Linked DNA regions of Mus musculus: all the other regions are linked to region 5. Evidence: chromatin contacts called from public promoter capture Hi-C data. All regions are on one chromosome and are shown on one strand. Each heading gives the region's core, a stretch centred on a gene start, on an enhancer-like site or on the middle of the called end of the contact. The rest is flanking DNA. Distances are from core to core; before and after follow the strand shown.

Region 1 (3,545 bases), core at 898-3,397, 1.7 Mb after region 5:
ACTTTCTTCATCACTGTGTCCATTCATTGTAAATATCAAGAAGTTTTAAATAAAACAAAAATCCCCTCAGATTAATAAAAGATGAGTATGAATGCAGATTTCCTCGAATATCAAAATTTCAAAGATGAATTTTCTTCAACATTCACGGGTTTCCTGGGGCTCTCTCTGTGTCACCTGCGGGAAATAGATTAGCAGTTAAGAATATGTGCTGTAGGAAAAGATGTAAGCCCGACTTAGAACTCCCAGAAATGGACCTAGGCCATCAGACTAGAGGTGGCTCGAAGGCCCAGACGCCTTTCACGTACAAGAACTAGGCATCTATTAAGTGCATTCTTGCTTGCTAGGACTTAGCCTGCCACTGCTAGTGCTGTTTTGACAGAAGAGCAACAAACTTTCCAGACTAATTACTACTGTGTAGCACTATTTATATAGATTCCTAAAACAAAGTAACATATACATACTCCCAAAGAGGAGAAAATGCTACTCGGTAACTTCGACAAACAAACGACGAGAGGGTAAGGGTTATGTTTACTGAAGCACTAACTCCTATTACTAAGAACTTCATATCCAGCTAAGGAAAGTTTTTAAATGTTCATTCGGAAAAGAGAGTAATAAAAGGTTATCATGATCTTAGCAAAACTACAAACGTCAAAACAGACAGTTTTTACCAGGTAAACCAATGGTAGAGTGGAAAAAAAAATTATATACCCAGTAAGGTACTTAAGACGCCTTGAAAAAAAACATAAAAAGGCAATACAAAGAATACACACTGTATCTTATTTTCAAGGCAAACGACGGGGACGGGGGTGGGGAGCAAGACAATATTTCCACCTCTCAAGATTTCCGCCAGAGCACTAGAGTCACCTACAAGCCAACCACGAATAAACAAAGGAGATCTCTGGCAGGGGAGGGAGAGGAAGAAGCGGGGGAAGGAGACGTCAGATCCTTCCCCAGCCAGAAAGTACCACCAAGACACACTCGGGACGCAACAGAGTTGTCCTCCGACTCCAGCAGAGACTTAACTGATTATTTCCACTCCAAAGAACAGAGGGGCCAAACAGGCTGCTGCCACCTCCGCCCGGGGGGCCGACTCTGCACCTGGATCAGGATTTCCAACCTGCAGAGCTCAGTCTCCATACCTCTGGGAGAACAGGTCACCTAAGATCCACAGCACTCAACAGTAATTCCTAACGTTAACTATTAATTCCAGCCCCGGTGAAACCGGCCGAAGTCCTCCACCTCCTCTCCGCAAAGTCTGCGCTGAGAAAGTTCACTCGCCTAGGCGCTTTCCCTTTCACCTTCCTCTCGCCCCTCAAGATGGCTTTCCCCGTCCGCTGGACTTCCTTTCCAGCCTCGCCTCCTTTCTCCGTCCGGCCCTAAGTTCTCCTCCGAGCGCCCGGACTCCGGACGCTCCCGCGTCTCAACAATAAGAGCCCCCGAAGTGGCCAGGGCTCCCTCTGCAGCCTCCTTCCCCGCCTGGCAGTTGCCGGGCTCCCGGCTAAGTTTGCCGGGCGGCGCCGCGCGGGGCCGCTGCACCTTCTCCCCGCAGCCGGGCGCCGCGGCCTCCTTCCCGCCTCCCGCTCCCGCAGCCCCGCCGCGCGCCCTCCCGGGCTCGCCCGGCCACCGCCCCCTCCCCCCCACCCGCCCCGCGCTCCCACGTGCTGGTCCCCTCCGCGCGCCGGGCAGCGCCGCCAGGCCGCTGAGGATGCGCCGGGCCGCTCTCCCACGCCCCCGGCGCCGCGCCGGGCCTCGCGGGCCTCGCCCGCTCCCGGCCTCCCCGGCCTCGCCGACCCGTCCTTACCGGCGGGCACAGGGCGAAGGGTGGCGCGGGCCGGCGCCTCGGGCGGAGGATGCCCCGCGCGGGGGCCCGCGATCCTGGATGCCCAGGCCGCGGGACCCGCGCCGCGGACGGCAGAGGGGGAGGGGAGGCAGCGGGCGGAGACGCGCGGAGCTGGGGAGCGGGTCCGACGATCAGTTCATCTCCGGGCGCCCGGGCCGAGCGGGAAGTACCGAGGGCGCCTCCTCCGTCCGCGCTCCCGCCCCGCCGCTTATCGGCCGCCGGCAGCCGCCATGACGCCAAGACCGCGATCGAGCGCAACCGTCTCCGCCGCGCGGCGCCGCCGAGGTCGCTGTCGCCTCCGCCTCCCGAGCGACGTCACCGCCTCGGTTCACTCCCCTTCCCGGCGCGCGGCGGCGGCGCGCACGCCCGGCCTTTCCGCCGACGCGCGGGGGCGGGGCGGGGCGGGGCGGGGCGCCGAGGTGGTGCACGCCCCTCGGGGAAAGCCACCGAGTCCAGCCCAGGCTCGGCCTTCGCACTCGTAACCGGCGCTACCCCTGGCGTTCGTGGGGCTCCCGGGGATGGGCGCTCTGGTCACGGCACGGATGCGCAGGGATCCAGAGCGGGGGCCCAGGACTGCCTGCGGTGGGGGCCGGCCGCGCGCGCCGGGTGTCCGGAGTCCGGTCGGAGCTGCTGCGTCACCCGGGCAGCTAGAGAACTATTGGGCAACCTAGTCGCCTCCCGCTGCGATCTTTGCCTGGGCGACCAGCGACTAAGTCTCCTCCCGGGCGGGGCTTTAGTGAAAGAGAGAAAATAGAGTTCGAGCTGCTGACCTCCCAGGACGCTCCTTGATTCGTGTGTGGGTGGCCCATGCCTGGTTCATAAAAGAACTTTTACAACTGTGCCTGCCTAGATCGCTCCCTGGAATGCGGGTGGAAGGGTGCCGTGCGGAATCGGAACTGGAGGGGCGTTGGTAACTGGATCTAAGGTGCTGCAGCTTAGTTGACAGTTACTGTCATTACTGTATCCGCAGGCCTCAGTATGTCGAAGCAGAATCTCTTCAAGCGTGGTGATGTAGCAATCTATGTACGGTTTTCAATTTTGTTTTTATTATGCTTTTTGGTTTTGAAAGAGCGTTTTATTATGTAGCCCAGGGTGGCCTCAGGGTGATCCTTCGAAGTTTAGGCATTACAGGCAGGCGTGTGCCATCACCACAAGGCTGACTGTTTTTGCAAGGATTTGGAACTTTGTTTGCTTACTTGTTTTTAAATCAAAATTCTTTCTGATTTCATTACCTGGCCTGCAAATAAAAGATTCTTTAAAGACAGTATACAAAGCCAGGCTGGTCTTCCACTTCTCCATCTCCCTGCCTCAGCCTCCGGAGTGGTAGTAAAGGAATTGCTGGTGTACCCACCTTGTGGGTCTAACTTTTTAAAGTTTTCAACTTACTTTTTGAAGTTGCATTTTCTGTAGAGACCTCTCCTTCGAAGTCAAATGAGTTTGGCTGCCATAATATCTCCAAATGATTCTTAAGCTATTTGGGAAATTTCTAATGAAAATTTAAACTTTGCCCGGCGGTGGTGGCGCACACCTTTGATCCAAGCACTTGGGAGGCAGAGGCAGGCTGATTTCTGAGTTCGAGGCCAGCCTGGTCTACAAAGTGAGTTCCAGTACAGCCAGGGCTACACAGAGAAACCCTGTCTCGAAAAACCTAAAAAAGAAAGAAAGAAAGAAAGAAAGAAAGAAAGAAAGAAAGAAAGAAAGAAAG
Region 2 (4,056 bases), core at 1,291-3,790, 1.8 Mb after region 5:
AAGGTGTGCATCCCCACACCTCTTAATCTTTTACTTTACACCTGTGCTCCAGGACTTTGAGCTAAGCATGGCACCCCTCCCTCCACCCTCCCACCGAGGTCAAAGGTATTTATACCTTTCTTTTAAATTTTTATATAAATAGATGTTTTGTCTGCATGCATGTTTGTATGTTACTTGTATACCTGGTGCCCAAGAAGGCCAGAAGAGGGTGTTGCATCTCCTGGAACAAATTAGAGGTTGTGAGGCACCATGCAGGTTGAACCAGGTCCTCCAAAACAGCTAGTGCTCTTAACTGCTGAACCATCTCTTCGGCTCCCAGCTTTTCTTTTTAAAGGCAGGGCATCGTGGCCATGTCTTTATGTCCTGTTTATGTATTTTTTGCTTCTATACACTCGTGTCAGCAGAACACCTCCCTCTTGGTAAGAAACAGACAATTACAAAATAACTGTTCTAACCTCATAGTTTCTGCTTCTGTAAATATGGTTGCTCATGGGCCTTATTTATGTAGCTAAAATTCAATCCCATCTCACCTCACCCATTGCCTTTACTCACAGGCTAAACTCACCCATAACTCAGAAGGTAGAAAATAATGCTGGGCTATCTATAAATGTAAACTCTGCACCAGGGCTGAACTCCTCAGAGCAGTAGATTTATGTGTCTGCCAAGTAGGCTTGCCAACATAATAAAGACAAATTCTCCAACTTTCCGATGTAGTTTGGTCTCAAGGTCTGACTTATACAACACGTGGAAACACTGTGTCTGAAAGAAAAAGGGAAGTGGAGGAGGATTTAAAGTTACCTTAAATTGAGCAAGATCACAAGCATGCTCTTTAACTCAGCAAGTTCAGAAATAGGCTGACCCCTCTAAACTCCTCAGGAATGAAGCCTCCTATTTCACATAAATAAAATCTACTTGATTGTGTTGTTCAGCAAGGCCACTGATGTGCTCACTCTTCTGTCTTGGGTGGGCTTTATTTGGCTCTGCACGAACCAAGATGGGAACCCACTTCATTCAGTTCCATTACGAATATTGACGCAAAAACTACAGCTCTCACCTCAAAGGGAGTTAAAAGTTCATTCGGAGCCAAATTTGAATGATCGTAGCCCGGGAACATATATTCATGTCTTCCCAAGTACTATATGTTCCAGTGTGGAAGCACTTTCATGGAGTTTTTATAGTAACAGAACAAAAAGGAAATTTGAAATCAAGGTATTTTAACAATGAATGCATTTGTGGAAACATTAAGTAGTTACAGAGGAATCTCAGTACAGACCTGAGACACCATCTGATAGCATTGTTAGCCTTTTGATTGGTGGAGAATAGCATTTTGTTAATACAGTCCAATAGTCTTTATCTGTTTATCAAGGTGTTAGGTCTGACACAAAAGCGGCCACTAAGGTATCTTTAAGGGGCTAAAGACAACCCAAGAGAAATAGTACCATTTCTAAAGATTCTAAACTCTTCAAAGTCAAAAAGTTTTATTAGTTAACCAGACTTTGTAGACAGCTCCTTTCCAGGAATTCTTGTTTACACTAGCCAAAAAACCCACTGTTGTTTTGTCTTTACATCTTGCTTCCTGTCTAAATCCAACACACAGGGCAGCGAGTATGGGAGCACCCAACTGTGTGAAGCAGAGCGCTATGATTTACGTTTGTTTCGAGTGCTCCTCCTCAACTGTATCCGGTCATCTTTCTCCTCCACCCCAGTTTTGAACATCCTTTAACTGCATGAGGACAGGTTTCAAGGGTCTGTGTGGGTTCGCCCCCAACCTCAATTCTTCCACAGGAGAACAGAGCCTCCCTTTGAAAGAGAAGATAAAAATAGCAAACTTCAACATTAATTATGATTGGCGACATTACTTAGGATGTATTCAGTTTCATAAAACTAAGATAAGAGAATAAGAAACTCTCTGTTCTGAGATAACAGAATAACCTAAACTGCTAACTTCTGCTTTGGGAAGCCTACTTGCCCCTTTCTCTTCCAAAGGAAGCACGCATTTGTTCTCCCTTAAGAAGTGACCACCACCAATATCCACTTAGCAAGTTCCATTTGCTAGAGAAACTGTCATAATAAAAATCTGAAAATTCAGCTTCTGTAAAACTTGCTCAGCTCCGGGAAAAACCTCTTTTGAAGCAGAGATTTTAAAAGACCACTCTAAGATAATCACAAAGATTATGACAATATCTAACGGCATAAACCATGAAATGTTTCTGATCCGGGCTGAGTCTCTTACCCAATAGCGAAAGGCTACAGCTGCGAACTAATTAAAGTTTGTCTTTTGTCCCCGAGTGCTGAGAATGCCCCCACTTCCCTCACTCCAACCTGAGGATCTACAACCGACACCCTAATCTCAGAGGTCTGAAGAGCTTCCGGCCTTCGGATCCCCAGAAACAGTGACAGTTCGATGGAGGTAGTCTTGCTCACCAGCGTCCTTTATTCACTTTTGCTTCCTGCCTATAGGGTTACCTCCAGTCCGGTCCCAGCTCGAGATCTGACCCCGCCTCCCGCCTTCCGGCCTAACACGTGACCGCCCTCTTCCGGCCTGGTGGCAGAGTCCTGCTGCGAGCATGGCTGCAGCCGCCCCTGGTCCTGTGGAGTTGGGCTTCGCCGAGGAGGCACCGGCCTGGAGGCTGCGCAGCGAGCAGTTTCCCAGCAAAGTGGGCGGGCGGCCCGCGTGGTTGGGCTTGGCGGAGCTGCCGGGGCCCGGGGCGCTGGCGTGTGCGCGCTGCGGCCGCCCGCTCGCCTTCCTGCTGCAGGTGTACGCACCGCTGCCGGGCCGGGACGACGCCTTCCACCGCAGCCTCTTTCTCTTCTGCTGTCGCGAGCCGCCGTGCTGCGCCGGCCTGCGAGGTGAGCGGCCGCCGGGACAGGACCCGGGCGAGGGTTGCCACGGGGGCTGAACCCTGGACGTAGGACGATCGGTTGGCGCGAGTGGTTGTATTCAGGTACCGGAATTGTCTTAGAATCGTGTCCCTTTCATCCTGGGCACGGACTCCTTAAAGCCAATTTCTCTTGTCAGACGGAACTCTTCCCGGGTTTAAAAGCTCTTTAGCTTTTATTTTTATTCCCTTTCATATAAAAACCGCCCCCCCACCCCGAAAGCAAAAACCTTAGGTTTTCCTTAAATGAGGTTTTATGAGGTGAAGCACCGAAAACGGTTCAAATGTTTCAATTATTTTGTTTCACGGAAAGATAATCTCACGTACCCCTTTCTCCTCTTCATTTCAGTTTTTCGTAATCAGCTACCAAGGAACAACGCATTCTACTCCTATGAGCCCCCTTCTGAAACAGAAGCTTTGGGTACGGAATGTGTGTGCCTCCAGCTCAAGTCTGGAGCCCATCTCTGTCGGGTTTGTGGTTGCTTGGCCCCTATGACATGCTCTAGGTGCAAACAGGCACATTACTGCAGCAAGGAGCATCAGACATTAGACTGGCGGCTGGGACACAAGCAGGCTTGTACACAGTCAGGTAAGACAACTTAGCCTTACCGTCTCTGTCAACTGAGGTACTCCAGTTTCTGGTTAAACTTGAAATTAGAAAACATACTTTAAAAGTTTTAGGAACTGGTAACATGAACACTTCGCTAATCTAAAACACAACCAGCTTTATTTTTTTATTAGATATTTTCTTTATATACATTTCAAATGCTATCCCGAAAGTTCCCTATACCCCCCCCCCCCCCCCCAGCCCTGCTCCCTTACCCACCCACTCCTGATTCTTGGCCCTGGTGTTCCCCTGTACTGGGGCATATAAAGTTTGCAAGACCAAGGGGCCTCTCTTCCCAGTAATGGCCGACTAGGCCATCTTCTGCTACATATGCAGCTAGAGACACGAGCTCTGGGGTACTGGTTAGTACAACCAGCTTTATTAACAGGTAGTATTATTAAGAGTAGTTAACCGTGGTCATGCAAAAAGCGTTACAATCACATTCATGCATCCCTGATCCGAATAATGAATTCTTAATTGTTCAGTGTCTTTGTAGACTGTATCTCTCCACTTTATTCATGCTTTTGTTGGTGTAAACAGATCTTTAGTGTTAGGTATTGTGTATAATAT
Region 3 (3,782 bases), core at 732-3,231, 2.0 Mb after region 5:
ATGGATGCAGTTTTCTTGAGTTCTTATTCATGCTAGAGTGGGCTTTCAGTTACCCATGTTCCCATAAAGAACTTCAATAAACATACTGGTTTGCTAAGCTAGACTTAGTTGGAATCTATTTTTTTTATTTTGTTTTGTTTTTTGTTTCTTGGTCTGCTGTCAGTGGTCTACCTGAGGTGAACAGGCATTTCTTTATGCTTCCTGAGGCATCATCTATCACATAGCACACAACTAGTACATTCTCAATCAATCAATCAATCAATCACCAAAAGACAGCTGTGGATATTAAGTTATTATTGTTTTTCTTTATTGCTAAAAGCATGTAATGAAGTTCTTTGTTCCCTAAAGGAGTTATTACAAGATGACTGAAAAAAAAAAAACCAACATACAAATAAATTAGGAATTTTACAGCTAGACAACAGGTTAAGTCTTAATAGGCATATAAGAAGTAAATAGATGCTGAGACAAGGAAACTCTCCAAATAGCTCACTCCTACTCCTACAACATAGTCGTCCTTGTAGGCTGCTCAAAATACAGCCTGAGAGCTCTGAGAATTCCAAGCAGTAGGGTGGGCTTTTCTACCCTGAAATGTCTCCCATACGCTAGGATCAATGCTTATTTGGAAAAAATAAATGAATAAAACCAGGGGCAGATGGATGTATTAAGTGAGATCAAGAACCAATTCACAGTTTATAGACTCCCATTATAGCCAGAGAGAGCGATGGAGAGAAATAATGCCTAACAATAAAATTAAAACTATTTATACTTGGTATTAAGTTCTGTAGCAACAATTGATAGCATTATGTGGAATGCATCCTTCTTACCAAGGTGGAGTCAACTCAGAAAGTAAATGAAATTAGTTTAGTATCTGCAACACAGAAGTTACAATGCTCTACCCAATGACCAGGCCTTTCTTTCAAATACCAAGCACACCTTGAAGATGGTGGAAATGGGGAGGGGAAAACTGGGACAAGAACACTTGCAAAGCAGCAACATAAGATAAATAGCAAGTTGTAAAGGCTCTATAATTATGAACAGAGGGGTGTTGTATTCACAGTACACTGAAATCAAGGACTCCGAAGCCAAAGCTTGGATTCGTGAACTTTTCATTATCAGTTCCATAAATATATCCAGACTCCAGTTCAGAGATAAGAGTAGAGTCTTTGAGTGTGGAAAATAAATGATTTCAAATGCTCTCCACGTAAGTTTTTTGGGGGGGGCCAAAGGTGTTCACAGATATAAACGTCTGGAAGACTGGCTGAACAGATATTTTTTTTAAACTGGGAGGTGCTATAGTCAAGGTGGGGGCAAGAGAAATAACGCATCAGTTGCTGGTGCCTTTCAAAAACAGGTAAAGAAAAAAGTAGCCAGGCGTTCGTACACTAACCTAATGTCAGTCGAGGTCAGGAGCTATCCTCTAATGGATGGGAGATAGGGAAAATGATGAGAGACATTGGACGTGGGTAACAGCAAGTCCCTAAGGTGGAAAGATCTGAGAGCATATGTAGGCCGAAATCAAACGGATGGTCCCCTCCCCAGAGGAACTCAACACAGCTGAGGCCCAGCCCCTTCGCCTCTCCATCACTTAAGGTCCTACAACCTCCCAACCTGGTTTCCAGTTACCAGTTCTTCCCTCCCCAGCCGCTACCAGAGTCTGAGAGTCTACCTCGCTGGTCCTCAGTGTCCTGCAGCTGGGCTCAGGAAGAGTCTCCACCCCGCTCCACCTGCAAGTGGATGGCTGCCTCTCCCCTCCACCCAGGGAGGAACAGCCAGGACGCAGAGAAGCCAGGATGCGGAGGGGCGTGGCCACGGCGAGGATAGTGGACTTGATGCTGGAAGGAGTCTGGGGTAGGGAGATGCGACAGCAGAGATCCAGGGCCGATTCCCCAGCCTGGCCTACCCAAAGCTCAGCAGTGGCCGCAGACTGCGTCAACCAGATTTCAGACCCACAGTCTACGGCGTGCTCACTTCCGCTTCCGTTATTGAACTTCCGCCCGGAGAAGTGTCTGGTTAGACAAAGTGAAGCTTGTGCTTATATAACTGGAAGTAAAGGACGAAGAGACGAAAGGGATGTAGTACGCAAGCGCTAGAGCGGGAGGCGAAGTGGGTGGCACCCAGGAAGAAGGAAGCTTTAACCCGTTGCCTAGCAACCGGGGAATAGCCTAGGACGCCTGCACGCCGCTGGATAGCCGGACTGGGAAAAGTGTGTTTGTCCCATAGGCTAAGTCTTCAGGCTGAGTGGCAGCCTGCACTAGCACTGGGTGCCTTGCTCCGGTAATGCACGCACACAGGCTGCAGCGGATAGTCACTGGAAACCCTTTTAAATGCCACAGACCACAGCTTGCAACCACGCAGAGTATGGGAAGCTGCGAGGATCCTGGTTTGGTCTTGAATCCCCTTAGGAGTACCAGTACTGAAAGGCGGCACAGCTTGGACAAGGAGCATCAAGGGCCGAGAGTCCACTTACAGAGTTGTCATAGGCAATAATGCTGGTCATTTTATTGGGTGAAGTGGCCATCCTTGTGGGCTACATTCAGGCTGTCTAGTATTTTGGATGGAAATCTCCAATAAGCTAAAGCATCCTTTGTGTCGGTAGCCCCCAACTTGGGGTGCTGGAAACATTTGGATCTCAAGATTACAGTTTTAGCTGTTGAGTCACAGCTTGTGCTAGCCTTATGGTAGAGGGGTTCTCTGCCTTTAGCTTTACAGCTCCAGGATGCGTCCTCAGCTGCCAGAGGTAGCAACTCGGTGACTTTCTGGGACTCTTTAGAGCAGCTGGCGCTTGCATTCAGTAGTGTTTTATCTTTTGCAGTTTCTGTTCTCCTCTATGCTATACTTTCCCAACACTCCCGTAGTCCTTCACAGTCTTAGCACTCCATGGCCTCTACAACAGCCCTCTATTGGTTTCTGTTGGGTGCTGTACCTGTTCTTTATGCAACCGACGCAAGCTACCCTACCCGGGATCAAGACTACAAGGAGGCATCAGTACCACTTGGAGTAAATTTTATTGGCAGCACAGGGGCAACTTGCAGAAAAACAAAGCAAAGCAAACAACCACAACAAAAAACTTTCTCCTGTATACTGCCATTGGGCTGGGGTCACTGAGTAGGGTGATCTAAGAGCCATCTCAAGGTGTCATGGTCAGTTTCCCAAGGCCATGAAACTGCTGGGTGGTGGTTGATTGTAATGGTTCCCCTGACTGAAACAAAGTCTCTGTGGCATCTACAGTTGCCGTGAAGTCTTCTCTGGACATTGGTAGCTAGAATAGAGCAGTAATCATTACAGTTGCCCTGACAACAGGCTGAGGAACCTTCAGGGGCAGCTACTTGATTGACAAGTCTCAAGTCTCCACAAAAGGTGAGACTAAACCTGCAACTGCCACCACCCTTATAGTGCCTCAGGTCTTCAGGGGTGGCAGCAATATCATTCAGTCTTAGAAGGTTTGGGAATGGCGAAAACCATACAATGGCTCCCAATTCAGCCTTCATCCCTGCCTGTCTTGGGGTAGTGTCTCAGTATTTTAGTTACTTTTCTGTCCCTGTGTTATAACATCATGACTACAGAGTCAGCCACCTTCCCAGTGAGGAAATGTGACTGGAGCAGCTGAGAGTTCTCATCTCCACATGCAGGAAGCAGAGTGAGAAGTGGGAATAGTTTCAAGGTTTTAAAACACCAAAGCCTACCCCCTCCCCAGGGACAAACTTCCACCAACAAGCCATCAAATCTACCAGAACTGTCACCAACTGAGGACCAAGTATTCAAACATCTAAGCCTATTAGGGG
Region 4 (4,018 bases), core at 705-3,204, 1.8 Mb after region 5:
TTGCACTAGCAGCGGGTAGTTCGTATTCTTATCACTAGACATTTTAAATTAATTTCTTTTTAAAAGATCTATTTATTTATGTGTATTTTCGTAGGTCTAAGTGTACGTAAGTGCACCACGTAAGTCATCAAAGTCATCAGATCCCATGAACTAGAGTTACGGGGTGAGGGGTTGTGAGCTGCCCCCGCGATGGTGATGGAAGAGAATGTGTGTACTCTGCAAGAGCGGTAAGTGCTCTTAACCACTGAGCCATCTCTCCACCCCTCTTATAAGCTAATTTCTATTCAGTAATAACGATTTATATTAGCCAAGGCACTCTATTATTACGCCACGAACATTTTAGTAAACCTATGTGCTTATTTATTAAAGTTATTGTTAAATTAGAGGCTTTTAAATTTTTTTTTTTTAAACTCTTTCATAGCCTAATTTTTAGGTTCTTTTCCGGAGAGCCTTATTTGTTTTGATTTTGTCTATCTATTTGATTAAGCTACTTATCTCAGGCGAGACGTGAGCTCAGGGTATGCCTGCCAAAGCTGGACTTCCGGTCCCACCCTCATCCCCGGCTTCCCGGTGCCCAGCTCCAATTGGAGATTGACTGAAACCCCACTCTAGAGCAGACCTAAGCACTTAAAGCTCTGCTCCATGGTTTTAAGACCTTTAGTAGACAGGACACAGGTCAGGTAACACAGCCTGCCACATTGAAAAAGAGGAGTCTGAAGGAACGGACGCCGCACAGAGAACAAGTGTGCGCCTGCGCGCTGGCCACTACCTGATTCGTGCAGGGGCCTGGCAATCCCAGCGAGGGGAGGGGCAGCCTGGAGAAAGCCACGGGCAGGAATTGCACCCTGACTGACAGGCAGAGCTCCGCCCTCCGCTTTTCTTGTTCCCGCCCCTCAGCCAGCTGTCTGTCAATTGGCGGATTCTCCTGTCAGTCAGCCTCGGAACTCCTCAGAGGGACGAACGCCGGCGGTGGCCTCAGAGCCGCGGGATTCTGGACCATGAGTGCAGGCGAAACCTTCAGGACCAGCGAGGCTTTCTAGGCTCAGCCCGTGAGACCCCATATCCCCTAAATTAGATTCGGACCCCCTCAGCGTGACACGCGCGCGCGCGCTCACACGCACACACCCGGTCACCTCAGCTTCTCGGGAACTCCAAACGCCCTTTGGCTGAGTGAGGTCCCAAATGCACTTGTGCGGAACCAACCCAGCCTCTGCCTGAGGAACCTGGGTAGCTCGCCTCAGAGAGACTAAGTTTCCAGACAGGAAACCTGGACTCTCAGCGTAGAGACTCTCCTAAGCCCCAAAGACCCCAGACGCCCTCGGTCTCGAGGACCTGTCTGTCACTCCAGATTGGCTTCCAGAGATCCTAAATGCTCTCGTCCCGCAGGACCCTAAATACCTCCGACGTGACAAATCCCAACTCTTCGTGACATAATCGTCAAATCTCGTCAGACTGCGAGTCTCCAAACCTTATTTCACAGCCTGAAAGACTCCTCTAGCCTACGAACCCAATTCCTTCAATCTGATGCACCCCACTCCTCAGCCCGAGGTCCCCAAAGTTAAAATCTCAGCCAGAGCGTTCCTACATTTTCACCAGAGGGACTTCAATCCCTTGTACTCGGGATTCCCGAATCCATTTACCTGAAAACATCTTTCAGACCCTGGCTGACTCCTTGGTCCAGATGAAGAGCAAGTGGGAATGGGGTGGGGGGGGACACCGGTTGGCGGGAGGAATCTTCCTTCCTTGCTGTCGCAGGTCCTGACCCGGACGGAGGGTCGGTGCCTAGGTTTAGGGCTCAGTCCAGAATCCTTGCTCCTGCACCAGAGTACTAGACCTCGGAGTCCGAAGAAGCTGCCTGTGTTGGCTGCATGGATTCCCAGCCCCTAGCTCCTTCCCATGTGCTGGTGGGCATCTCTGATCGCCTAAGGCCCTTAGTTACCTCTTCATCCATAGGACCATAGGACCCTGGACCTCTCCAGTGAAATGTCCTGCACCATGAACACCAACAAGCTGGAAGAAAATAGTCCTGAAGAAGATACAGGGAAATTCGAGTGGAAACCCAAGGTAGTACGAAGTTATCCTTGAGTCAGGAGGATCATGGGGTGGGCAGAGGCAAACAGCCTTGAGTACCAATACCATATTGATTTTTCCTATGACAAGAAGGTGGGTCCCGATATGTGAGAGAGGAAAGGCTCATTAGCAACTGCTCTGTCAGCATGAACATCCAGTGTTTGCTTAAAGAAGGTTCTGGGAATGGGAGGATAACCTTGGTCACTGAGACCACATTCCAGGGTCCCAAGCCCGGCCCAGCATGTTCCGTTTTTTGTTTTTATTTTTTTTCCCCCAGGTCAAAGATGAATTCAAAGACATTTCCATATACTTCTCCAAAGAAGAATGGGCAGAGATGGGAGAGTGGGAGAAAATTCGCTATAGAAATGTGAAAAGGAACTATAAAATGCTGATTTCAATAGGTAACAAGAAGTCTTCGGTTGAACCAGTCTAGATTAAAAAAATAAAATCTCAGTTCCCATGTTCCCATGTTATGTTAGGGTCTTCCCAGGTATCTACAGTGGTACAGTTCCCAATGGAGACAAGTTTAGAGGAAACGTGTGTGTGTGTGTGTGTGTCTGTGTGTCCAGGACTAAATGTTAGCACTGGCCCTGTAGAGATCTCATCTCCACACCCAGAGCCTACCTGGCCTTGTGATACATTTGTTCCATCCTCTAGGGCCTTTTTAAGAGGAATATTTTGCTGCTTTTCAGGTCTCAGAGCCCCTAGACCAGCTTTCATGTGTTACCAAAGGCAAGCAATGAAACCCCAAATAAATGACAGTGAGGATTCTGATGAAGAGTGGACACCTAAGCAACAAGGTGAGGAGAGGCTAGGAGAGTTTAGAAGTGAGGTGAGGGGGCAGGAGAATTTAGAAGTACCCATCGGAAACCAAGCCAGATTTAGGTTCCATAATGTCTCAGAACCAACTTCTGAAAACTGGGTGTTTCAGAATCAAGGGTCAGCAAACAAACAAGATGCAATGCAAAATTAATAGTAAGAATCTATTCCTGTACATTTTAAAATATGTGAAAACTATATGCTATTTATAAATATAATAAATATGAAATATATACAAATCTGGGCATGAACAAGAAATATCAAACCCAAAGTAGCTAGGATAAGCACCTTACCTAGTCTGTAGCCTGCGTGCTTATTATTAATCATGTAAATATGACCATGGTTGTGCAAATGTCTCTTCAAGATCTTATTTTCACTCTTTATATGTACATAAAGAAATCTAAATCATAAAGTAATTCTATTTTAATTTTTTTTTTTGAGACAGGGTTTCTCTGTGTAGCCCTGGCTTTCCTGGAACTCACTCTGTAGACCAGGCTGGCCTTGAACTCAGAAATCTGCCTGTCTCTGCCCCCCAAGTGCTGGGATTAAAGGCATGGGCCACCACGCCCAGCTCTATTTTAATTTTTGAGGGACTTACTATTTCTGGTAGCTGTGCCATTTTATATTCCCATCAAAGGTGGTCATTCAAGCATTCCAATTTGTCCTCATCCTTGCCATTACTTCTTATGATATATCACTGGGACTTTAATTTTCATTTCCCTGATAACTAATTGTGTTGAACACTTTTTTCTATGCTTGTTGGCCACTTAAATATCTGGAGAAATGTGTGCTCGTTGCATTAATTAGGTAGCTAAAGAGCTGTCAACAAAATATCATGTGCTAAATTTTTAAGCAGAAATATATTTCTTACAGTTCTAGAGGCTAGAAATCCAAAATGGGAGTGCTGCCTTGTCAGGTTTCAACAATGGCTTCTCCTTTGTGTATAAGAGATCTCCACTGTGTATTCACATGAACTATGTGTGTTCATGTGTAGAACACATTTAGCCTTTCATAGGATCTCTACCTATGAAAGAACTAATTCAATTATGGGGCCACACTCTTCAGGTGTCATCTTGTTATGATTAGCTTCTAATAGCTTCATCTCCAAATATGTTAGGAAATAGAACTT
Region 5 (3,933 bases), core at 911-3,410:
TTCTCCATTGAATTAAAGATCTTCAGGAAGTAGTAGGGGAGATCCAGACAACAATGTAAAAGGGTAAAAGAAATGAAGAGTCAAAATTCTGAACTGAAGAAAAAGGATTATTAAAAATATTAATGAGATGGGGATGTGAAAAACTGGGGAGAGTGTGTGGGGGGTGGTGGTGAACATTAAACATGCAACAAGTCAAGAAATGGTAACTGGCAAAGAAATGGCAAAGAAGTTCCTACAGGGAGCAGCCAGGGAAGACAGCACTGGTGGCATCCATTGAGTCCAGAATGTTAAGTCTGCTGCCTAGGTGAGTCTTTAGGATCTTAGAAATTCTGGAAGAAAAATCTTTACTCTGGTGTCCCACCATAACTGCGCCTTTGAAAGTTTTAGCTCGTTCTTATCTCCTTTCCTTGCTTCCCCAATCCTCCAATACACTTATCGACTACCCTATTTTTGTCAAGACACTGAGAAATGAATGAATGTGCTGAGAAGGAAAGCCATTACTTAAAGAAAAAGCCAGGTTAATTAAGGAAGCTATAGGAAAAAGGAAGCACATGCCAAAGTTCATGTGGACCTTGCATTTGATGAATTTGTAAACGTTACCTACTTAACTTGGCTACAAAGGCTTAAAATAATACATGAACCAGGCAACTCACATTTCATATCCTATTATGCAACACAGCCCTTACCAAAAGTCAGCAACTCCTAAACAAAGCCTGACTCATTCTAACCTTACATAACTGTCCTGATTTCTGTGCCACAACACTAAAACTACAGAATCAGATTTTGTCATCTTCCTAATTAAAACATTCACAGGTCAGGCAGTGGTGTCGCACGCCTTTAATCCCAGCACTTGGGAGGCAGAGGCAGGCAGATTTCTGAGTTTGAGGCCAGTCTGTCTACAGAGTGAGTTTCAGGATAGCCAGGGACACCCAGAGAAACCCTGTCTTGAAAAACCAAAATAAATAAATAAATAAATGAATTAAAAAATAAATAAAAATAAATCACGGGCTTACACACACATCGTTTACTAGGCCTGCAAGGGCTTATATGGTTTGGTTCTCATTTTCCATGTATGTCCCCAACCATTATATCGAACCTTTCTCTTCTATGAAGACTCTCCCTCCCATCTCTGAGTTTTTGCTCTAATTTGCCTCTAACTCTCTCCAAGGACACCTCTTCTACAACTCTCTCCAAGGACACTTTTTTCTCCGGCAGTTAAGATTCATTGGTTCGGGGGGTGGGGACAAACTTTGTAGTTCGATTAACAGTAAAGACAAGATTCTTGGATTCTGTCTCCATCACTGTAAAACTCAAAGACAGTATCCTTCCAACACGTGGCTACTTTCTATTTCTTTATCCTTTGTTACCTTCACGGTACTTACTATCTGACTACATTGTTAACATATTGATTTGCTGGTCGACTAAGAGGCATCTCCTTTCCTCCTTTGTTTTGCACTCTGCTGTTATATTTGATAGAGAAAGCTGACTTTTTTTTTTTAACATTAAGTGTCTGAGTCTATTAGAGGACTTAACTCCCACCCTCCCCTAGTTTGGAAGCCAAAGATCAATGAAATTTCCCGGGCCACAGAGACGTAAGCACATCTGCAGCAAAAGAAGCTGAAAGGAAGAACCATGTTTAGTAAAAGATAGTTCTTTTTTTCACAAAGCTTCATGAAAATCAGACCTTGGTGCCCTTTACCCAGATCCCAGCCTCGGCAAACAATCCACAAATCAGAGAGCCCTCACTCAGCTCCCAGCGACCTTAGAATAGCAGGAGGAGGACGTCACCGAATGGATAAGCAAGAAAGGTGTACTCCTTACCGCAGTCAGAACTCTGAAGTCATCGCGGCTCATGTACCTAAGCTTGGCTACATTCACCTTCCCCATGCTTGCCCAGTTCCACCACGGACGCTCTCTGGGAAGACGCAAAGTTGCTGGGTAATCTCGCAGGCTTTCGGCGGCGACCTGCCCGCGCACGCGCCCTGTATTTAAGGTGCTTATCGCTAGGTAAGAACACGTGCTCAAGAAGCAGTAGAAAAATGCTATTTTTTTCTCGTTTTTGTAGCTAAAAATCAGGCAGAAGTGATTTTTCAGCCCCTAAATAAATAATTTACGTTTGACTGATTTGGCAAGTTGCAAATGTTTTACATAGTATGCCACGTTACTTTTCAGAGCTGCTAGGACCTGATTGGAATTAAGGCCGGACTTCCGCATGCAACAGTGCTTACGTCACGAGAGGGGCGTGTTTTATTCGTTCCGAGCCACGCCCACTTTTAGTGCAGCAACTGTGCACTGTAAAGTCAGGGAGGGAAATGAGTAAGCGAGACCGGAGGCCAGCAAAACCACTGAAAGGGTGGCCACAGAGCCGCACGCGCTGTCTCTCGGCAGCCCCACCCCTGTCCGGCGGAGGAGGGCCGGGTTAGGAGCTGCCCCGCTGGCCTGGGACGCTGATCCCAGGACGGGTTAGGAGGAGCTTCTGTACGTACTATCCAGTGCTCGCTTCCAAAGAAAGCGCGCACCTCAATGTTTCTTGGGTCCAGGAGCATTTGGGAGGCTTAACAAGACAATGTACCCAAGACAAAGACTTTTATTACCGTACCTTCATCCCGACAGCAGCAGCATAGTAACAAGTGTGACTCATGTGATATTCAGTACCTGTGTTTCTCATTTCACGAATTATCTATATTTCAGTCCTTTAAGCTGCAGATCTTCTCTGGTCAGCTCTTAGGTTAAGCTTGGGCGCTATAAGTGTCCAGTGTTATGATCTGCTTTATACTTGAGAGATTGCCAACGACTGGTGTGTAACTTTTTTTTTTTTTTTTTTGAGGTATGTGCAAACTTTAAGGACTCAGATTAAGATACCTTCGTGTTCCTTCCATACTCCACTCCTTCCAGTTTCCAAGAAACAATGTATTCATTTCCTCCTTTTGGAGAGTGGTGCTGAGTATCTTCCTGGAGTAAGCTCTTTCATAAAGCATAGGGGCAGACAGCAGGCTGTAGTGTCCGTATCGGTCCAGCTAAAGTAGTTGGTAATCTAAAATCATCAAATCGAAACAAAAGATCAATCCTTTTTCATCTCTATGTTCCTGTCTTTGGGGTCTTGTATGCTTGAATACAGGATTCTAGGCATATCTAATTAGGACTTAACTAATTAAGACCGTTGTACACAATGGAATTTTTCTTTCTACATTAACATTAGAACATGTGAAAACAAAAAGTTTGAAGCTTTGATTATCTGTCTTTCTGTCTCCTTTCAGCATTGCTCCACAGAGCCACCACTAATTGAGTGGGTTTGGATCCAAGTTCTGGAATATTGGGGTAATCACAGTCCAGATTTCTCATCTTTTCAATATTGTGGGTTTTTTGTTTGTTTGTTTGTTTTTTTAGTAATCAAGTCATTTATGAGTAAAGGATTTAAATTCAATCTTCCTTTCTCACCATACTTAGTGTGACTTAAGCCAGTGGTTCCCAACCATCCTAGTACAGCGGTCCTTTAATACAGTTTATTTTGTGGTGATTGCCAACAATAGAATTGTTTTTTATTGCTACTTCATAACTGTAATTTGCTACTGTTACAATTCTTAATGTAATGCAAATACTTTTTTGGAGACGGGGTTCCCAAAGGGGTCTGGACCCACAGCTGACTTAGCCTATTCTTCATCCATTCACCATTTATCAAATATAGATACCACTTTTTTTTTTCTAGGCTCTGGGGAAACTTAATCCCAAGTCCTAAAACTTGAACTTATGGGAAGGAGATGTGTAAAAAACCACTGGATGTAACAGAAAAGCCAAGGACTAAGAATGTTGAATTTCCCTTTCCCAGACTTCTCCACTGTAGTCAAACTCATACAGACACATGTTGCTTCTCATAAAGGACCCTGAGTGCCTAAAGTTCTCATTTTTTTTTTAAAGTCTGGAATTCAATGTATT
Region 6 (3,691 bases), core at 747-3,246, 1.7 Mb after region 5:
CCTGAAGGAGCTGGTGCATGCTTTCCACCAGGTGGGTCCCAAGGATCAAGTGCCAGTTCTTGGTTTGGGCAGCTAGCACCTTGACCATCTGAGCTGTTTTGCCAGCTGGAAGTGATGGAAAGAACTTTGATTGTGCATTGGATGTGGTAGTGCATGCCTACAATGCCAGAACTTGGAAGCATGAGGTAAGAGTAACCCGAATTTGAGGCTCTCTAGTCTACCTCAAAGGGAAGTCTTGTCTACAAACAAATAAGCAAACGAACAAACAAAACAACAACAACAATAAAGACCACACTATAGCTAAACCAAAGTAAATAAAAATACTCCAAACCACAGAAACACTGTATTTTATCTATAGACTGGTTAAGGCCAAATTATGTGGTGAAGTAGGTGTCATATTGCCAGCCAGACTGTGTGTGGGATGCATGTTGAGAGCACCTGTTAGGACCAGGTGTGTATAAATGCACGCATTCTCTGACTCCATAATTGTGGTTCTATAAATTTATCTTAGCAGATGCTTGTACATTAACATAATACAAAAAGACTATATACCACCTTTCAAATAAAAAGTCCTGTGAACAGTTGGAAAGTCTAATAAAGGGGAAGGAGCTGCTTAACGTCTTAGTTTGTATTAATGCACAGGGATGCTAAGTAGTGCTACAATGAATGAAGGGCTGAGCTCACCAAGACTTATCAAGATCCTCATATTCATTAGGAGTGGAAAGTTTCTCCTTCTTTCGTGTCTTTTTGCAGGAAAAAAAATGTATCTGGAAGACACAGGCAGTATAAGCAGATTTTCACTTGCCACAGTGAAGCAAACATGTGTGGACAGTATATTCTAGAGAGATTGAAGCAGGCCCCTGAAAGGGGATTAGCAGCAAAAAATACAAATAAATAAATAAATAAATAAATAAATAAATAATCCAATTCCTTACTTAGAGATTTAAGTTTGTCTTTCATCAAACACAGGTATAAGAAATCCCTCTAATAAACCTGTGTATGAAGGTTTATTACCTGTAGTTGGAAATGAAGGGAGTAAGATTATTTTGACAACTGAGTTCTACCCTCCAGACACATACAGGAGAGAATTGACTCCCACAGCTTGCCTTCTCATCTACACACACACACACTCACACACACACACACACACACACACACACACGCACACACACACACATACACTGTGCACTTGCACATATAAAAGATAAAAACAATTAAATATAATTTTTGAAAAATCTGCCTTTAAGATAGTACCTGGTCTAGAATTTGCAGCATAACTTCACTCTTTTTCACTAATCTGATTTATTCTCAAAAAGTTCAATGACAGCCAATTCTCAAAGCCTAACTTAAAATGTCATATGACTATTCATTTTAATTTTAATAGAACTTAAAATACTGAGGTCAAGGGACTGAAGCTCAAATGAGTGTTGCCTACAGGAGAATCTGTCCATTGCAGAGAGGGAGCCAGTTGAGTAAGCCTTGGCCAAGAGCCTGGGACAGGAAGTGCTATCAGAGTCCCCAGGGTTGTGGTACTGTGGGACTGTTCAGGTTAAATACTGTTCATTAAAGTTTTGCTTCCCAGGAGAGAAAAACAATAGTGACTAAAACTGGCATGTTAGCAAAGCTACCTCCAGAGACTTCCTGAAGCTCTCTGAGGATGGTGCCCGAGTATTTCAAGAGGTTTCTCTTACTGTCTCTTTTACCTCATTATCCGCATAAGACACTTAAGGTGAGGAGGGTGGTTTTCAGACAGGCGTAGTTCCCGGTTCGGTTCGTTGAAGAGGAGGTCCTCTGGTAATTTAGCAGGAGAGTTTAAATTTCATCTGTTGCGATGGATCCTGCCATCCTGCATTCCTAGAGAGACTTTTGAAAAATAACTGTTACAAACCTGTAAGCAGATGATTTGGTTGCAGAGTAAAACGGAGGAAGGTGGAGGGAGTTGGAGGAGCAGAGGCAGGAGAGACGGAACTGATTAGTGCCTGGTGGGGATAGTGTTGATTCAGGGTGACCGTGACTACTCTCACAGCCAGAAGCCCTGTCCCCCCCCACCCCACCCCCGCTCCCCGCCCCCCCACCCCACCCCCCACCCCCGCGCACTAAAATGAGCTAGCAGAAGCAGTTAGGGAGCTACAGAGTATCAAAGAAGGGGAATAAGAAAAAAGTAAAGGAACTGTGTAAAGAATTGTATCTGGCCTGAGGGGGAAGGATCAAGGTCCCTTGCAGCGCGAGTTTCTCTTCTTTGTGAAAAAAAAATTTTTTTTTTTCCCAGATGAAACGGGAACCAATGGGGCCGTTGGGAGAGGTTACATGGAACATTTTGGGGGAGGGGGTATAGAGGAACATTCCTTAAGTAAAACATTTAAAGGAACGAAAATGTATGAGGATAATGCAGGGTAGAGAAGGGGGCTAAACCACCGTGTGTGTGCTCTTGTGTGAGTATATGGGTAGAAACCGATGGTCACTGTCTACAATCTTCACGTTTCTCTTGCTCTCCACCTTGGCGTTGGTTTTTGGTTGTTTTTAGGGTGTTTGTTTGTTTGTTTTTACCTTTTTGGTTTGTGTTTTGTTACTTGAGACAGGGTCTCATTATGTACCTGCTTGGCTGGCCTGGAATTTGCTATGTAGATAAAGCTGGCGGGCAAACTCAGAGGTCTGCCTGTCTCTGCTTCTGGAATACTGGGATTAAAGGTAGGCACCACCATGCTGAGGCTCCTCTTCACTCTTTTTAAGGGAAAGGGAGAGGGGGAGGGTGAAGGAGAGCGAAAGAGACTCTACATTGCCCTGACCACTCTGAACCTCTTGAGTACTGGGATCAAAGGCATCACCATCACACTCAATCTACCTTAGTTTTCAAGTGGTTCTCATTAAACACTGAGCTAACAGATTTCAGCTAACCCGCCTGACCGGTGAATTTTGTGGATCTTTCTGTCTCCACAGCCTAATACTAGGCTTATAGATGCATGTTGCTATGGATTTTTATGTGGGCGCCAGTGATCCAAATTCAAGTCCTCGTGTTTGTACAGCAATGATCTTACACATTGATTAGACATCCCCAATACTGCACTGAGGGTCTCAGAAATGCTGAATTTACTTGGGACAAGAAGTCGGGAGCTGAAAACAACCTAAAATGCTTTGAAGTTAACCCCCCACATTCCTGTCTCTCTGGATACATCGGGATCTGCTTGGATGATCTGACACCCATTTATTAAGCCATCTTCAATGTCAGACCGTTATTTCTAACCACAATGGAGAAGCATATGTTATTTTAAACCCTCAGCCCCACTTTGTACATAAGACCTCATTCTCTCATCAGTTCTGTAAGATCTTGGTCAGAAAATAGACGCTTGCCTACTACCAGTGACTTCAAACCCTCTTGTAATTCCATTTGATCCAGATCTTACTTTTTTAAACTTCTCATTTTGAAGCCAAACATGTTACTGAACACCTTTAATCTCAGTACTTAGGAAGCAGAGACAAGAGGATTTCTCTGAGTTCCAGGGCCAACCAGGACTACCTAGAGAGACCTTGTCTCAAAAAACAAACAGGACTACACTGTCCAGGAAATCAGGTAGGCAGCCTTCATTCCCCCTCCTCCCCTCCTCTTATCCATGGCTTTATAGCAGAACATCTTCTGCAGCCTCCCTTTCCTGTCTTCTGCAGCCTTCTCCTTCCAGTCTGCACCCATTCCCAG
Region 7 (3,763 bases), core at 705-3,204, 1.8 Mb after region 5:
TAACAGAGCTACTGGCTAATTAGTTTATGTCACTATTTACTGGTGGTTGGCTGCAGAGGGAGGCCTTCTAATTCCTCTTTGGACTCAAATCTACTATCTTCTTCCCTGACTTTAAATTCCACTCCAGGTTGATCTCAGGTAAAGATTTCTTCTACTGCTTTTTTGCAGATGTTCTAGGAAACTGCTTTAGCCTTCTTAGAAACAACTTCATGAGGACTTGTAGAAACAAATTCATATATACCGAAGCATGCCAGGGTTTGTCATCTTTTTGTCTTTTGTGGCTGGGTCTGTACTGTGTTTGTACAATTTACTCACAGCATATCTGACCTTCTTACTTTGAGGGCTAAACTACATTTTTATTAAATTATTCTTCCTTTTTTCATAACCAAATAAAATTGTCCAGAGGTGTCATCTTTTGGATCTAAAAGTTTATTATCATGTATCAAGTTTTGACGCGTACTGTAAAGCTGGGCCATACTGTCCAATTGCCCGTTTATCTTGAAGTCTAGGTTCCAAGCTAGAGTGTAACACATCCTGTTCCAAAACAGTCACTTGTACAGTCATTACAGAAGACATGTCCACACCCTTCTAAATGCACGGGCTCCTTCAGAATATTAGAGCAGTAGGAGCAGTAGCCTCTACAGGAGTGCAAGTACTGCGCGGATATGTACCTAGGAGCTCTAGGTAGCCGGCTTCATGGCCTGCATGAACCGGGAGGAGACTTTTTCCTGAAGCAGACCCTGGGCTGCAAGAATCACCTCAGATGGGTACACTCAGGCAGTAGAACACCGTTGTGTGGAGTTTCAGAGCCCTCAAGACATCTTGTGTTTCAATTCTTAAGCTAAGTGAAATACAATATAAATTCAGTGAATTTTTGAGAACTTCTGAAATTAAAGATCATTTTGTGTGCTTTAAAGTGTTATAAAATTTTTATGCTTTTAAATATTCTTTTTCTTTTCTTTTTTTTTTTTTTTTTTTTGGTTTTTCGAGACAGGTTTCTCTGTGTAGCCCTGGCTGTCCTGGAACTCACTTTGAAGACCAGGCTGGCCTCGAACTCAGAAATCCACCTGCCTCTGCCTCCTAAGAGCTGAGATTAAAGGCATGTGCCACCACCACCCGGCTAAATATTCTAATTTTAAAAGGATTGTTATATTTATTTTGTATGTATAAATTTTTGCTTGCATGTATATATATATGCGTGCAGTGCCTGCTGAAGCCAGAAGACAGTGATGGATCTCCTGGAACTGGAGTTATAGATAGTTTTGAGCTACCATGTAGGTGCCAAAATCAAACCCAGGTACTCTGTAAGAACAGCAAATACTCTTAACATCTGAACCATCTCTCTACCCCTAAATTTATTTCAAGTACTTTATGAACAAAATATATAACAACATATAAGTGCTATAAGGTTAGAGTCCAGAAAAAAAAAAAACAAGAAAAAAGTTTTCACGTACCCATCAACTTTTTTACTGAATTAGTTTATTCTGGTCCTTCCTTTTGGTTTCTTTTTAATTTCTTTCATATATGTAAATAATATAAATATGTCATCTGGCACTATGTCAGTTAGATGTCAGGTAAATTGTGGCTCTGTGCCAGGAGAGAAAAAATATATAAAATAAACAAAAATATTGAAATGCCTGCTCTTTAGCTGACTCATGGACTAGGGAAGCATGCATACTTGTACAGACCTATGCAGAGTCAGGAAAAGTGTTTAGAGACCCGTGGAGTAGACGTAAATATAAAGGCTATTGAAGGAAGATTTGGGAGGGGCAAGCAGATGGTCTCAGAGGAGATAGCTGTTGTAACTGTCTCAAGGCATGAAAGGGCTGCACTTTTGAGAACAGGTTGAAGTCATTTCATGGAAGGAAGCAGATGCCAGAGAAATGCATGTGAGCCTGTTAATGTAGAGCCTGTGAAGGTCCCAGGAGAGTGAGAGTGAGGCATAGCGGGGTTTCAGTTCTTTGTTCTACAATGATGCTTTGGCGAATTTTCAAAAATATAGTGCAGTGTGCAACCACCTCAGAGATTGCTTCAGTTTCCAGGGGGAAAGGATTGCATGCAAAGGACTAGTGGGCCACAGAGAGAAGACATCTGAGTAAGATGTGTTTTGAAACAGGGTTTTTGTTATATTTGAAATGGGCTAAATGTAAATGAAATAAGCATGAGTACTTGGTATGAGGAGAAAATTAACTTTCATTTTACAATTTGTGGATCATTGAGAAAGGTACTTTATAGCCAAGGTGTGGCAGCAGGAGCACACTTTTAGTCAGCAGGACCCAGAACATCCTGTCTTCTTTAACCTAAAGGAGAACCCCCAACTGACTATGTCTTAGAATGAGAAGACAATTTCAAACTCATATGCTGCTTTTATCAACAACTCTACCCAGGTACTCATAGTTGTTGATCTTCTAGCTGGATGGGCTCCAATTACATTTAATTTTCCTTTTTTAGGAAAATCCAGTAAGGGAAATTCCACCTAAGGAAGTGTTGTTATGTCTCCATAGTATGAAATAGGTGCAGAGAGTGCATAGGGAAAGGTGACCAGACACCTGACTAAGTGGAACTGGGTGAGGTAGGGTTGTTGGGTAAGGTAGGATATAAAAACCAAAAAGATGCTTATAGTTTGTAGGGCTTGCTTGCCGTTGCAGTTTACACCAAGAATAAGGTTGCTTCTGATCCTACTTGGAGGACATGTAGTTAAAATAAAAACAGAATAAAAATATTTGAAATGTAAATAAAGAAAAATCCAATAAAATAACAGAATAAAAAAATTAAAATAAAGGTGGTGCACACCTTTAATTCTAGCACTCAGGAGGCAGAGGCAGGAGAATCTCTGTGAGTTCAAGGCCACTCTAGTCTACAAAGCAAATTCTAGCATGGCCAGGAATACACAGAGAAACCCTGTCTCAAAAAAAACAAAACAACAACAACAAAAACCCCAAACAAACAAAAATGACAAAAAAAAAAAAAAACCCAAAGGATGATGGAATGCACTCACTGCACTTGATAGGAGACAGACAACTTGTGTTGGCTATAGAATCCTACCTCATTGACCAGATTGTCTTTGAACCATCAAACCTAGCTGGGTGTGCCTTAACTCATGAAGACTAAGTAATGGGGTAGGCCTGACCACATAGAAAATCAGATGCCTAAGCAATTTATTATATTCAGTCTCATCAAAAACTTTATCTTTCCACAGAACTAAGGACAGAAATTCATCCTTGTCTTTTGTGCTCTTTGGCCTTCTCAAGTCAGAAATTCCTCACTCAACATATGGAATGGAATCATCGCACTGAAATCTTCCCAGGAACATCTGCAAGAATAAATCCTAAACCAGGAGATCCCTGTTCAGATCAGCTTCAGGAACAACATGTTGATTCACAGAACAAAAATGACAAGGCCAGCAATGAAGTAAAAAGAAAATCCAAACCCAGGCAGAGGATTTCAACAACCTTTCCCAGCACACTCAAAGAACAAATGAGATCTGAGGAAAGTAAGAGAACTGTGGAAGAGCTCAGAACAGGCCAGACAACAAATACAGAGGACACAGTCAAATCATTTATTGCATCAGAAATCTCAAGTATTGAAAGACAATGTGGGCAATATTTCAGTGATAAGTCAAATGTCAATGAGCACCAGAAGACACACACAGGGGAGAAGCCCTATGTTTGCAGGGAGTGTGGGCGGGGCTTTACACAGAACTCACACCTCATCCAGCACCAGAGGACACACACAGGGGAGAAGCCCTATGTTTGCAGGGAGT

The links. Promoter capture Hi-C pulls out the DNA fragments that hold promoters and counts their contacts. Capture Hi-C pulls out chosen DNA fragments and counts their contacts.
Region 1: a promoter capture Hi-C map of liver shows a contact between it and region 5, with 6 times the contacts expected there. The contact joins the promoter of Chd1 here to the promoter of Riok2 in region 5. A contact is called at or near these places in 2 of 39 promoter capture datasets (embryonic stem cells and liver), 3 of 484 Hi-C or Micro-C datasets (B cells, CD8 T cells and muscle stem cells), 10 of 115 datasets of contacts at active chromatin or transcription factors (acute myeloid leukemia, astrocytes, cardiomyocytes and 7 more) and 2 of 9 other capture datasets (adipose tissue and liver).
Region 2: a promoter capture Hi-C map of pre-B cells shows a contact between it and region 5, with 6 times the contacts expected there. The contact joins the promoter of Pdcd2 here to the promoter of Riok2 in region 5. A contact is called at or near these places in 14 of 39 promoter capture datasets (the 3T3-L1 cell line, the C10 cell line, the HPC-7 cell line and 11 more), 1 of 484 Hi-C or Micro-C datasets (cortical neurons), 4 of 115 datasets of contacts at active chromatin or transcription factors (astrocytes, epiblast stem cells, pro-B cells and 1 more) and 3 of 9 other capture datasets (adipose tissue, liver and pancreatic islet).
Region 3: a promoter capture Hi-C map of pre-B cells shows a contact between it and region 5, with 5 times the contacts expected there. The contact joins the promoter of Fam120b here to the promoter of Riok2 in region 5. A contact is called at or near these places in 5 of 39 promoter capture datasets (the 3T3-L1 cell line, the C10 cell line, hippocampal neurons and 2 more), 2 of 484 Hi-C or Micro-C datasets (CD8 T cells and pre-B cells) and 1 of 9 other capture datasets (liver).
Region 4: a contact with region 5 is called in a promoter capture Hi-C map of pre-B cells, with 7 times the contacts expected there. The contact joins the promoter of Prdm9 here to the promoter of Riok2 in region 5. A contact is called at or near these places in 9 of 39 promoter capture datasets (the C10 cell line, cranial neural crest, embryonic stem cells and 4 more), 3 of 115 datasets of contacts at active chromatin or transcription factors (astrocytes, large pre-B cells and pro-B cells) and 2 of 9 other capture datasets (adipose tissue and liver).
Region 6: a contact with region 5 is called in a promoter capture Hi-C map of liver, with 6 times the contacts expected there. The contact joins the promoter of 4933401D09Rik here to the promoter of Riok2 in region 5. A contact is called at or near these places in 9 of 39 promoter capture datasets (the 3T3-L1 cell line, cranial neural crest, embryonic stem cells and 4 more), 2 of 115 datasets of contacts at active chromatin or transcription factors (the NIH/3T3 cell line and large pre-B cells) and 1 of 9 other capture datasets (adipose tissue).
Region 7: a promoter capture Hi-C map of pre-B cells shows a contact between it and region 5. The contact joins the enhancer-like site here to the promoter of Riok2 in region 5. A contact is called at or near these places in 10 of 39 promoter capture datasets (the C10 cell line, cranial neural crest, embryonic stem cells and 5 more), 2 of 115 datasets of contacts at active chromatin or transcription factors (embryonic stem cells and large pre-B cells) and 1 of 9 other capture datasets (adipose tissue).

Annotation. Positions count from the first base shown.
Region 1 is chr17:15,703,569-15,707,113 of GRCm38.p6, reverse strand. Chd1 (chromodomain helicase DNA binding protein 1) reads right to left here and starts at 2,147. Exons shown (of 36, transcript NM_007690.3): 1 at 1,802-2,147; 2 at 1-174. The coding sequence starts at 27. 5830433I10Rik (a long non-coding RNA gene) reads left to right here and starts at 1,737. Exons shown (of 2, transcript XR_001782213.2): 1 at 1,737-2,800.
Region 2 is chr17:15,525,785-15,529,840 of GRCm38.p6, reverse strand. It overlaps Pdcd2 (programmed cell death 2), which reads left to right and starts at 2,540. Exons shown (of 6, transcript NM_008799.2): 1 at 2,540-2,850; 2 at 3,229-3,468. The coding sequence starts at 2,568.
Region 3 is chr17:15,394,445-15,398,226 of GRCm38.p6, reverse strand. It overlaps Fam120b (family with sequence similarity 120, member B), which reads right to left and starts at 1,981. Exons shown (of 11, transcript NM_024203.3): 1 at 1,667-1,981.
Region 4 is chr17:15,561,267-15,565,284 of GRCm38.p6, reverse strand. It overlaps Prdm9 (PR domain containing 9), which reads left to right and starts at 1,954. Exons shown (of 10, transcript NM_144809.3): 1 at 1,954-2,064; 2 at 2,348-2,471; 3 at 2,763-2,870. The coding sequence starts at 1,996.
Region 5 is chr17:17,372,559-17,376,491 of GRCm38.p6, reverse strand. Riok2 (RIO kinase 2) reads right to left here and starts at 2,160. Exons shown (of 10, transcript NM_025934.2): 1 at 1,822-2,160. The coding sequence starts at 1,887. It overlaps Gm36768 (predicted gene, 36768), which reads left to right and starts at 2,276. Exons shown (of 4, transcript NR_168690.1): 1 at 2,276-2,478; 2 at 3,258-3,318.
Region 6 is chr17:15,630,093-15,633,783 of GRCm38.p6, reverse strand. 4933401D09Rik (RIKEN cDNA 4933401D09 gene) reads right to left here and starts at 1,996. Exons shown (of 4, transcript NR_045431.1): 1 at 1,889-1,996; 2 at 685-767.
Region 7 is chr17:15,544,797-15,548,559 of GRCm38.p6, reverse strand. It overlaps Prdm9 (PR domain containing 9), which reads left to right. Exons shown (of 10, transcript NM_144809.3): 10 at 3,200-3,763. It also overlaps the pseudogene Gm18564. Among named protein-coding and RNA genes, the nearest start is that of Prdm9, 17 kb to the left of the region's middle. Within about 2 kb of position 1,954, at least 18 of the 459 cell types and tissues checked have an H3K27ac peak or open chromatin away from gene starts, as enhancers often do. A contact at or near this core is called in pre-B cells, where this site is marked.